Regions from separate parts of the Mus musculus genome. Here region 1 is linked to region 2. Evidence: chromatin contacts called from public promoter capture Hi-C data. All regions are on one chromosome and are shown on one strand. Each heading gives the region's core, a stretch centred on a gene start, on an enhancer-like site or on the middle of the called end of the contact. The rest is flanking DNA. Distances are from core to core; before and after follow the strand shown.

Region 1 (6,294 bases), core at 555-3,054, 7.3 Mb before region 2:
GGTCTGTGGTAGGTTCCCTATCTGAGGTGAGTAGTGTCTCACTAGGAAAAGTTTTGTCCCGACATACCTGTCCCCTGGACTTGTGTCTCCTATGCTGTCACAGAAAGTTTGGATATGAAATGCCTGCCACATACAGACCCTGTGAAGAGCTTGTCCTTAGTTAGTAGCACTGAGAGGTGATTTAATCACAAAGGCAAATACCTCATAAATGGGTTAATCCGACGATGAGGTCACAGCTGGACAAGCAATTAGGAGTTGGCAACCTACTTGAGGAGGGAGATCCCTGGATATATTCCCCTTTCTCTTTGTTGGTGGCAAGGGATTTGTTTTTACCAAGGTCTCACACCATAAAGTTCTGCCTACACAGTCCTACAGGTATAGGGCCACATGGCTGTAGCCTGAAACCTCAGAGACCATAAACCAAAATTAAACCTCATTGTGGACTTTCTAGGTAATCTGTCAGTGACAAAAAGCTATCACAATCATAAAATTTTTGTTTTTGAGGCTTTAGTTGAGTACTGGGATTAAAGGCTTGTGCCACCACTTCCTGCTCTATATAGCTTTTGTTTGGAAGAGGTTTTGTTTCATTTTGAAGATATTATATAGCTCTTACTGGCTTGGAATCAGTCTGACCCTCTAATCAGAGATCCACCTGTCTTTGTCTCCAGAGTGCCCGTCCCAACACACTTTGTAAAAATGAGCTGTGAAAATACCTTGCTTTGGTGACTAAGATGTATCCAAATTTTCAGTGCGCTCTATAGGTCCAAGGTTAAGACACTTTTCAAGAAAGTAAGCTTTAACAAAATAACAATTCCAACCCTTTGTACTGAGTCAGGAGATTTTTCTTTCTCCCTAAAGGCCATCTCAGAGGATTAAGCTGGAATAAAAAGATCATGGGAGGCCAGAGGCAGAAGGATCAATTGTTTCACGGTCGACCTCAGCTTTTGGGACTTTTAGTATGGATGGAAAAAGACCACAGCTCTCAGCCAGGCGGTGGTGGCGCACGCCTTTAATCCCAGCACTCGGGAGACAAAGACAGGCGGATTTCTGAGTTCAGGGCCAGCCTGGTCTACAAAGTGAGTTTCAGGACAGCCAGAACTATACAGAGAAACTGTCTCGAAAAAAACAAAAAAACCACAGCTCTCATCTTAAAGGGAATAAATGATGGGTTATCCTGGAGCCATTTTGATTGACCATGGTCCCGGAACACAGATTTAGGTTATTCCAAACTCCATGTAAGATGAGAGCTGTGTTTTTCTCTTCATTGACACAGGGATAGTTACTTTCTCTCCACTCTGACAAAAACCATCTCTTTAAGACGAGACTCCCCAGCGCAATGAAATCGCCCGTGTACTGTCCTCGCCATAAACCTATTTTTGGAACTAGGGATTTTCCAGATTACTGTAAACCCGGCGAAGTGAGGTCAGGGCTAGGCATGCCTTTCTAGGCTACACCCCGACACCCACGCGCGCTCGGAGCTTTCCGGAAACCCCAGGCGCTCAAACTGGGAAGCTGCCCGGTTCAGAGTCACTTTGTTACACTCCGGTGTCGCCGACCGCCGGACTGTCACCAACGCGCAGACCGTGCAGGGGTATCGGGGCCGACTCACCAGGCCAGAGTCCGGGTTATCCGGTGACTAAAGCCATTACCACCCCTGAGCCGCCAGCACCCTGCCCCGCCCTGCCCATCCGGACCCCTCCGCCCGGTGTCACCGACCGAAGCGCGGAGGAACTCGTTGGCGCGCGCGGGGAGTGGAGTGGGGTGGGGTAGGGCGTGTCGGCGTGGTGACGTCAGGGCGGAAGCGCACGCTGCGTGCGGCGGCCTGGAAGCCGGCGGTCACGGGAAGATCCGTCGCGCCGAGGACGCTGGTTAGTCTCGCTTTGGGTTCCGGCTGCGTCGGGCGTGCGTGGAGCTCGCTGGAACTATGGCGTCCGGGCCTCACCCGACCTCGACCGCTGCCGCCGCCGCCGCCGCTGCCGCCTCCGCCTCGTCCGCCGCCCCGAGCGCGGGCGGCTCCAGCTCCGGCACGACCACCACGACGACGACCACGACCGGAGGGATCCTGATCGGCGACCGCCTGTATTCGGAGGTGTCGCTCACCATCGACCACTCGCTGATCCCGGAGGAGCGGCTCTCGCCTACCCCGTCCATGCAGGACGGCCTGGACCTGCCCAGCGAGACGGATCTGCGCATCTTGGGCTGCGAGCTCATCCAGGCCGCCGGCATCCTCCTCCGGCTGCCGCAGGTGAGAACCCCGGCTGGTTGCGGGCCTCTCCGCCGCGGCCAGGTTTCTCCGGAGCCTGCGCCGGGCGGCGGCGGCGGCGGGAGCTCGGGCGGGCGAGGGTGGGGATGCGGGGGCGGGCGGCGCCGCGCGGCCCGGGCGGGGGAAGGGAAGCGAGCGGCCGCACAAAATGGCGGCGGCGCCTGGTGCGGGCCCGCCTGACCCCGGCGCTTCCGTTCTCCTCTCTCGTCTGCAGGTGGCGATGGCTACAGGGCAGGTGCTGTTCCATCGGTTCTTCTACTCCAAGTCGTTCGTCAAACACAGTTTCGAGGTAAGCGCGGCGGAGGCGGACAAGAAGGGATTTCTTCATCCGGAAGCGGGGAGGAAGGGGGTAGGAACCAGCTTTTCCAGAAAGGGAGTGGTTAGCTTAGGCCTTTGTACCTCGTTCCCACCCAGAAGGAAATGGGGCCCGTAGAGCAATGTTTCAAGAACTAGAAAATGGATCCCCAGTTCACGTGCTCTGTTAACCAAGAACTACGTTTTCAAGCCATTGCACAATTCTAGCAAGAGGTAGCTTGATTCTGACCCAAAATTAAGAGCAGTTGAGCAATAAAACGTAAGAGCTGGTCTAAAAATGTCAGCTTCGATTTTATTTCGCTAAAAAGCCCGTTGTATCCTAAAGAGGGTTCTTTGCCGGTCCTTGGTGACCCACATCCTTGGGCAGGCAGATGTACATACAGATGGAGTTCCTGGAAGCCAGGACTACACAGAGAAGCCCTATCTAAAAACAAAACAAAATAAGGGTTGTTAGACTTTGTTAAACTGTTTCTAGTTTAACTTCACTTGGATTTTTACCTGGGTTCTTTCAGATTGTTGCTATGGCCTGTATTAATCTTGCGTCAAAAATCGAAGAAGCGCCAAGAAGAATAAGAGATGTGATTAATGTATTCCACCACCTCCGCCAGTTAAGAGGAAAAAGGTAAGATTGGCCTGTTGAACATAGTATCTCTTGCTGTACTGTGCACCAATCATCCAGTCAAAACATCTTCTCCCCTCCCTCAAGTCAGTGTGGATGCAAAAGAAAGCGGACATTAGGTGCTGAAATTCACGTAGGAACATTGAAACTTTTAAAATCCCCTCCATTAACCAGCTATCTGAAGTTTGTAGAGACAGTTGCATTGTGGACAATTCTAGAGTGCTGTGAAGCCAGTCCCTTGGCTTAAGATTAAACAAGAAAGGGAGTACGGTTGGCTCAAGTGGGAGTGTATTCTGTAAGTTGTGTTTCCCCTCCCCTCTCTGGAAAACTGAAGGCTGGACATGTAAGCCCTGTAGTTCAAGTTAATGTTGTGGCAAAGTTCCGTGTAGGTCGTTTTTCTGCTTGGAGTCCCAGTTTCTTCATCAATTGAGGTTGGCTTTTGTTAGAGTACTTCTCAACATTGAACTACGATATATCGCATAATGCCGCATCTGAAAGGACTGGAGGATGATAAAGTTTGAAGTCAAAGGGATTGAACAGGTATTCTGTTTTGGTCAGATGTAGTCTCAGTGAGTTCCTTAGAAAAATAACTCATTGAGTTGCTTCAGATAGGGCTCTTTATTCGATCTTGTAAGAAAATAGAGTCTGAAACAGTATCTTTTAGGTGTAGTGATACCCTGGTAACTTTATGTGGGCCTATAAGGCAGTACCAAAGCTTGTTGCAGTACTCCAGGCTCTACAGGTGATTCTAGGACAGGCTGATGGATATTTGTGGTGTAGATTAGTTTCTAAGGAACTGTGAGCTTGGAAGGAATTTAGCTATGACAAGATAACCTGTTTTGGGAGTTGGGTGTTGCTTAGTCCTAATGCGTATTGAACATAGGTAGTCTTTATTGTGGAAGCTATAAGTTGGTGGTAGTGGAAGTTTGAAATGAGTAACACAGTCAATTTTTATAGCATTTTTTTCTCTATACTATTCAGCCCCATCTTTTCTAACTATGTGCCCAGATACAATTTCTTCTGTTTGAAAACATTTTTAGTTCTTTGTGAAGAAAGTTGAGAAATGGGGGAGTTTCAAATTAGTGTTTAGTATGTTCTGAGCTTATACTTGTATTTTAGATTACATGGCTGATTTTTTTTTTCAGGGTGTTTTTACAAAACACTGAAATACAGAATTCTTATTTTTAGTGAATAAAGGAACATTTTCTAGTAGTATATGAGTTGTTGAGCCAACTATAATCACATGATCGTTTGGTGTTTTTCTGTGGGACTTCTTCCTTCCTAGGTGTCAGAATAGGATCATCTTTTTATAAAACTTCAAAATTTAAAATAATTCAATCTGACTGGCTTGTATTGGATATAAACTTCATTTTTGATCATCATTAAAGAGAAATTGATTTTGTTTCAATGTTTCAAATTTGATTATAGCATGAAATTCTTAAAGAAGTTAATTGCATGGAAGCCCCCCTTTTAAAAGCAGGATATAAGTGTTTCTATGCATATTACAAGTTTACTCAGACATGTAACTTGTATATGTTATTAACTTCAACTCTTTTTTCCCTTGCAACCGACTATACAGCGACCAGCTACATTTACCAAAGCCTGGGTGATGTGGAGTGGTACATAGAGATGAAGCTGTCGTCATGGCAACAGTGAGTGAAGTATCGAAATCCCCAAGGAGAAGCCAGTGTTCTGAGAATAGGTCACTGGAATCGGGGACTAACAGGTTGGCCACTGGTGAACCATTTAGAGAAAAACAAACAAACAAACAAAAAACTCCTGTTTCTTGTTAAAAGCTTTTGTCTTTGCTGTCCAAGTTATTAAAACTATAGCTTTAAAAGGTGGTGGGGTTTTTATTTATTTTTCTTTTTTTCTTTCCCTTTTTCCCCCCCATAGGGCATGGTTAGAAAGTATTCATAAATGTTTTACTCTGATACTCTTATTGGTTTGTCTTGAATTTTAGTCCAATTTGTGCAAATTAACTAGGTTATTCTATGGCCTTGACAATTACAAGGGGTACATAGCCTTTTCTAGTCATGGCTGCTACATGTAGATAGTACGATCAAGTGTTTGAAGAAAAACAAAACATTTCAGTCCTCAGTTTGAGATAATTGACTTATCTCTCATTAGTTTTTTATATTTTGGTAATTCTTTAGAATAGCTGAATTCAAAGGAAAGTTAAAGCTATTTATATCCGCGGTTTACAGATAAAATTTGCTGTTTCTATGTAATGTTCCCAGTCTTCTCTTTAAAGAAGTTAAGGTTTCTGTTACAAGAAGATAAACTTGTAAGATTTAACTACTTTTATTGGTGGCTGTTTATTCTGTTTTCAATGCATAAAACCTTCAGTTTGTTGACATTGAAAGAGTGTTCCTATTTAAAAATAAGCTTTAGAGATTTCTGTGTTGAGTAGCAGTCTTGTATTAGCCATCTGTTTCACAGTATACTTCCTTGAACTACTTTCAGAGTATCAGTCCTTGTAACTCATGAGTGAGACCAGCCATGCTTGAACACTCCCAGTCTAAATGCTTGTAATTCATGTGTTTCAGGCATACTACAGAAAGTAACTATCATATAAATTCTTAATAACCAGAGACCAACATTTCCTAAAGACAAATTTGTTTTCCAATAAGTTAATGAGCAAATAAAGAATAGGTAATAGAGAACCTTTCCCAGGTGGCGTCTGGTGGTCTTGAGTGTTACTACCTATCCCTGAGTTCTCTGAGTACATGAGGCTTGTCTCCCTTAGTGTGTATGTGTAGTGCCGCCTCTGCATTGTTGATCAAGGATGTTTACCTGATTGGGAAGACAGTCTGGCAAGCCTTGATTCAACTTTCTGTGTTGCTAAAGATATTCCTAATTGATGACTTTGCTAATATAAATGCTAATATAGAAAGCTTCTGCTTTAAATGCTTTTTCAGAATCTTCACTTCCTGATTTATGGAGATTTTTTTCTGGGTTTCATCATGGTATAAAATATTAAGGTAGTTGACAATTTTGTATTCGTTGAGCCTGCCTTGATTTATGAGGTAAAATGAATTCTGACAAGAGTATGCATTTACAGAGCTAGTAGTGGCAAGACTGAGTGAGCTTAGAT
Region 2 (6,163 bases), core at 3,207-5,706:
GGGTTTTTTGTTGTTGTTGTTGTTATTGCTGTTTTCAAATAAGATTTGTTGCCAGGGTTACTAGTATCAAAGCCTGGCATTCCTAACCAGCCAGACACTTGATCACTTATCTTCAATAAGACAATTAAAGTGATAAACACTGAAAAACAGATGGGGAAAGTTTTACTTAGTCTCCAGTAGCATCAAAGAGATCCAGTAACCCCACCACCTCCAAGCCCACCCTGGGGTCCTGACCAGCCGTTTAGGTTTAAGTAAAGGATCAATGGAATGCTTAACTAAATAGTTGCTGCCTAGGTGTGACCCTGCCTGTCCCTGACTCATGAGTGTCTCAGCTTCAGCCTCTCCTGAAAGGTGATCTGACAAGTTGTCCCAATTGTGTGAAATTTCGGGTTTCTACTTTGGCTGGCACCAGGCTTCAGCCTTCTTTTTACAGTATGAGATTCCCGGGAAAATTCTAACTTCTTGGAGGCCATGCTCTCATAGCCAACAGGAGAGACACAAACTCAAATATCTCTATTCCTGCCGGGCCAGTTACAGGCTTGCTCTGAGAATTTAAGGCAAGAATCACTCAGTACATCCCCAGCTTTAAGAGTACAGGGAGTCATGAGGACCGCAGAGTTGGCTCAGTGATTTAAGTGATTTAAGAGTCCTGGCTGCTCTTGGGGGGGGGGGGGGGCTGGGTTTTGTTTCCAGCACCCACGTTGGTTACTCACAAACCTCTGTAACCCCAGTTGCAGGGCCTCTGTACCCTCCTCTTCTGGCATCAGGCATACACATGCAGGGAAAACACCTATAAAAATAAAACAAGTGTGTTTGTTATGATTAAAAACAAACAAAATAAGAGCACAGAGCAGGAGCTGGGTAGAGAGAACCATCTGCTTGACAGGCCATCGAAAATTCAGTGGGCGAGAGGAGTTTAACCTCTCATCCAGATGAAGAAAATGAGTCGTGAATCCAGAGATTGCAAAAGGGAGGGCTCACCCCCTCTCCCTGAAGCCCAGAAGTCACCCATTAAGCCTAGGCCCAGGAACGACCACGTTCCCCAGGGCAAATAAATCTCAAACAAGTCAGTTCTGCACACAGCACCCATCTGCACACTCACTGAGCAGCAGCTCGAAGCTAAATGTTCTCCACGGAAATGAGGAGTTCAGACTCACAAAGCAGAAAGGCTCCCTCTCTCATCCAAGCCCCTTAGGGAGGAGAAATGTGGCTGGAAAGTCCAGTCTAACAGCATGGGAGGTTAGTGATGTGCCAGCAGGCCTGTCCTCTTCTCCACTGTCAGCAACTGCCCCGACACCTCTCATTTGCTTTGTTTCTAACTACCCTGGCCGATTTAATCAGGAGTACCAAGCTTTAGAAGGAAGCGATTCTCTACACCAGGTGAGTCATCTGCCAGGGTAAGAGTTGTAGCTTTAGTAACCAAATTCACTTAGTGAAGAATTATTTTTCCTGGGTTTTTTGTTTGCTTTTGTTTTAGGGTCTTTTCTTTTTCTTTTCTTTTCTTTTCTTTTCTTTTCTTTTCTTTTTCAGCAGCCTCTGAAACCATACTTCATTTTGAAATATCAGAACCTGCTAGAACTTGTCAGTATGGCCAAAGCAAAGACCCCACTTCTGCAGCAAACATTCTCAAACTCTGGAAATGGGGAGTCTCTGACAGAGGACAGAGGTCAGAGAGACAAGGGAATGCAGTCTGTCATAAATTCCAACTGCTAGGGTTCTAACTTGAATATATATATATATATTCTCTCCAATAAAGGTGAGACCGTGGGTGCTTTTATTTCCTACCATTTTTTGTGTGTGCCCAACAGAGGTGAACAATGAATAAACAGAATACTTTCCTGTTCAGACCAGCTAAGAATGAATGACGACTGCCTACACAGGGCAGCACTTCATTATGGTCTCTGGAGCTGATTTCTTTTTATGGTGAGTGAGCTAATCACCTCATCTTAGCAAAGTAGGAGTCAGATAAGATACGAGCTCTGGAGCAGGTTCCAGCCATCTTGGCTCTGTGAATCTGAGCAAACCAAACTCCCTATGCCTCTGTTTCCTCGACTATAACCATAGTATCCACCCTATGACGTGCCTGGAAATCTAAAAACCCATTTTACCCATATAGTGGGTGCTCAATAAATACTATTTTATAGTCCCCATAGCACCAATCTAGAAGTTCAAGTTCAGTATATTACAGGGCTTTAAAAAAAAAAAAAAAGGCCACAGTGAGCTGGTCAGTGGTGGCACACCCCTTTCATCCCAGCACTTGGGAGGCAGAGGCAGGCAGATTTCTGAGTTCGAGGCCAGCCTGGTCTACTGAGTGAGTTCTTGGACAGCCAGGGCTACACAGAGAAACCCTGTCTTGAAAAAACAAAAACAAAACCCAAGGTGAATCGGAGGCAGATGCCTTATTCCTTTGTTAGCTGTCCATATACTAGTTTCATACATAGCTAGTGTATGTAACACTCCCACTACACACACCAAGTGCCAGTCCATCTGTAATACATCCTCTGTGTGCATCCACTTTTCACAGTCTTTCCACCCCCCAAACCCCCACTGTATTCTTTTCCCTTTTCGAATTACTAGGAATTGAACCTAAGACCTTGCATAAGCCAGACAAACACCATGCCACTAAGCTACACCCCTAGCCTTTCTTTTCAACTGTAGACAGTATCACTAAGTTGTTCATGCCGGCCTTGAAGTCACTTTGTAACTCAGGTAGCCTTTGAGTTTAGCATCCTTCTCACTCAGCACCCCTAAGGAGCTGAGTTTATAGGCCTGCAGTCTGGACATTTCCCAAACCTCGGAGATCCTTTGCCCTGCCTGAGCGGTTTACCACTCCTGCTTCTGTCCTAGAATTTAAATGAGTAAGAACTCTTCTCAGGACAGTGGCTGGCATACACAAAGGGAATATTTGCAGGGTGATTAGGTGGCATGTATCACTAAGTTTTTCTCTACAACTTTAGATAACCCAGTTACTCATGAAGTCTTTCTAGATTACAAAATTTAACTTTGTTTTTTTTTCTTTGAGCAGATTCTATTCATTGACTCTAATAATAAATATTCACTGTTATTTTTAAACTACGGCTATCATTTACAAGGTGGCTATGATGGATGAGGTTCTACAAGAATGGCACAGAGAAACTCAAATTGTTTAAATTCACTTTTACAGAGTAGGAGACTGGAGCCAGGAAGGTGGCTCAGGAGGGTAGTGGTGCCTGCATCAAGCCTGCCAACTTGAGAAAGTCGACTCCCACAAACCTGTCCTCTGACCTCCACGTGTGCACACAAGACAGTCACAAACTAAGTCAGGATATTAAAAAGAATTTCGCTCGAAGTCACAGGGCACTATTTTACCCTATCCTGACTAATCTCTGTTTTCCTACAAAGAGTATCAATACTAGCTTTTTCCAATTCCAGTGTCATCAGTTCAGGCATAAAACGCTTGCCATAGCAATTGTGTGCAGGGTATGTCCATTATACGGTTCACTCCAAACTCTCAGGCGCTCTCTAATTCTGGGGTTCTGAATGGTGAAGAGTACCTGGAAATAAGTTTTACTGAGACTAGGGGAACCCTCGGAGAGTTCTCTTATTGCTAGACCGGAAGGTAGGCTGTAGATGTCCCCTGTCCCACCCCCACCACACTTAAGGTTTATTTTTATTTATGGGCATGTGTGTATATAATGTGTACTGGTACCAAATGGTATCAGATCCCCTGGAGCTGGGGTTACAGGCAGTTGTGGGTGCTGGGGACCAAAGTCTGGTCCTCTAAGAGTAGTATGTTGAGGCGTCCCTCCAGCTCCCGTGGGTGCCTTTTACACCTCTAAGATGGGGATCTTAGAGACTTTCCATATGTCGGGTGTACAAAGACAACTCAGGAAGAATCCAGCACCAATCCTGTCAAGCTGAGGGTTGGTAAGGGGTAGGTTGACCTCACCCATTTCCTTCTTCCCAAAGCCCCAGGTAAGTAAGCTAAAAGCCTAAGGTTTGGACCAGGACTAGACGTTAAGGACTCAGGCACCAGAGGGTCTCCTGTCATTTGGGGCCTCACAAACCCAACCCACGTGTATGGTATTCCTTGGAGGTTTTAATTCTCCATCGAGTCAGAGTTGTCAAAGAGGTTCAGGTTCTCTCAATCAGAGGCGGCCAATTCCAAGAAGCTTTCGCCAGTGGGCTTTCGAAGGAAAACCTAGCGTTAAGGTCCCAACCACTGAAGAGCCCACCCTCGTACCTAACTGCCGGGCCACACCCGAGGCCTTCGCGCGGCTCCCGCCCGACTCCGGGTCCCGCCCCCGCGTGTCAAGCTACCGGCCGAGTAGCCTGATCGCCAGCTGCTCCAGCGCGTCAATGGCTAAAAGAAACGTGGGATTCCGAGCCCCGCCCCCCGCCCCGCCCAGCCCCGCCCCGCCCCCGGCGCACTCGCGCGCCCTCCACGCCCACGCCGGGCCAGCAGTTGCCCTTCTAGCTGGAGTCGGTGCGGGTCGGCGTAGGTCCCCTGGGAAGGGTCGGGAGACTCGGGCTACGTCCTTTCCCTGGGCTGCCGGCTTCCACTGTCGCAGAGAAGCGACCCCACGCGGCGGCGATCGACTCATTCAAGGGCTCCCAGCGAGGAAACCGCTCGGGCGCTGCCAGCTGGGTCGGGCGGAGCTGCGCGGGCCGCAGGGTGGCTCTGCCAGTCCCTGAGTGCCGGGTCGGCCGCACACGTGTCTTAGCGTCACGTCCGCGCGCGCCCCCGGGGCTTGCGTCAGCTGCCGCTCCTGAAGCGAGTGGGCCAGGGCTCTGCGCACCAGAACGCCGCCGGAGGAGGGCACCGCACGGCCGCGAGCCCCGAGAGCGACGACCATCCGGGTGCCGCCGAGAGGATCGGCGCGGTCCGGTCCCCGCCCTCCCGGTGCCGGTCGGGTCCGCGCTGGGTCCCCCGGGCTGGGCGCCGTGGCGTTGCCCCGGAGCCCGCCACCCGCGGGGCGCGCACCGCCTTAACCCGGGCGGCCCCGCGGCAGGCAGACGCCCGCAGGTCCATGGTGGGCTCGGAGCGCGATGAGCCGCCCGTCCTCCACCGGCCCCAGCGCTAACAAACCCTGCAGCAAGCAGCCGCCGCCGCCTCAGACCCCGCACGCCCCGTCCCCGGCTGCGCCCCCGGCCGCCGCCACCATCTCGGCAGCGGGCCCCGGCTCGTCCGCGGTGCCCGCCGCGGCAGCGGTGATCTCAGGCCCCGGAGCCGGCGGCGGGGCCGACCCGGTGTCCCCGCAGCACCACGAGCTGACCTCGCTCTTCGAGTGCCCGGTCTGCTTTGACTATGTCCTGCCCCCCATTCTGCAGTGCCAGGCCGGGCACCTGGTGTGTAACCAATGCCGCCAGAAGTTAAGCTGCTGCCCGACGTGCAGGGGCGCCCTAACGCCCAGCATCAGGAACCTGGCTATGGAGAAGGTCGCCTCGGCAGTTCTGTTTCCCTGTAAGGTAAGTCCAGCCACCATCCGCAGATCTGCCAAGGAACCTTCCAGAGTTCCGGTGCCCTCCAGCGCACTTGAAGGCCCTAAGAGGCGAATGGCATTTCACTGTTTCCATCTGTCTGTCTGTCTTTCTCCTCTCCTCTCTCTCTCTCTCTCTCTCTCTCTCTCTCTCTGTCTGTCTCTCTCTCTCTCCTCCCTCTCTCTCTCTCTCTCTCTCTCTCTCTCTCTCTCTCTCTCTCTCTCTCTCTCTCTCTCTCTCTCTCTCTCTCTGGCGCACTCTCTCTGTCTCCGGTGTGTACGTGTGTGTACCTTGTCTATTGTTTCCAGGCCAACCTGTCCATTTTGGGAACTAGCAACTAGGGTTGACGTTTGCCGGAGCACTGACTGTAGATAAGTTGGCACTTGATGACGGTTTAGAAGCATCCCAGCTCTCCCAGCCAAGTGCCGCCGCGTCCACCGCAGGGGTGTGCTCTATAAAGCCTGGGCAGCTTAATGTGAACAGGGAAGCTGGCAGTGGAGATTGTGGAGGAAGGAAGCGGACGGTTTCCAGCGCTGAGCTTGGCGAGAACGGTCCTGGATTCCTCCTGGACCCAGTGCCCAAGATCTGGAGCACTTGAGAGAGCGCTTTGTAAGGGGAAGCGGATACTGCCTGCTTAGCACGGGAGCCCAGAAAACCCAGCAAGCCACGCCTTCTCTCAGCTTCCCAGACTTGCGGAGGACTC

The links. Promoter capture Hi-C pulls out the DNA fragments that hold promoters and counts their contacts.
Region 1: a contact with region 2 is called in a promoter capture Hi-C map of pre-B cells, with 6 times the contacts expected there. The contact joins the promoter of Ccnl1 here to the promoter of Siah2 in region 2. A contact is called at or near these places in 2 of 39 promoter capture datasets (liver and pre-B cells).

What each region holds. Positions count from the first base shown.
Region 1 is chr3:65,953,759-65,960,052 of GRCm38.p6, reverse strand. It overlaps Ccnl1 (cyclin L1), which reads left to right and starts at 1,804. Exons shown (of 11, transcript NM_019937.4): 1 at 1,804-2,245; 2 at 2,478-2,552; 3 at 3,091-3,200. The coding sequence starts at 1,925.
Region 2 is chr3:58,690,681-58,696,843 of GRCm38.p6, reverse strand. Siah2 (siah E3 ubiquitin protein ligase 2) reads left to right here and starts at 4,456. Exons shown (of 2, transcript NM_009174.3): 1 at 4,456-5,448. The coding sequence starts at 5,029. It overlaps 4930593A02Rik (RIKEN cDNA 4930593A02 gene), which reads right to left and starts at 4,255. Exons shown (of 9, transcript NR_045167.1): 1 at 4,223-4,255; 2 at 718-790.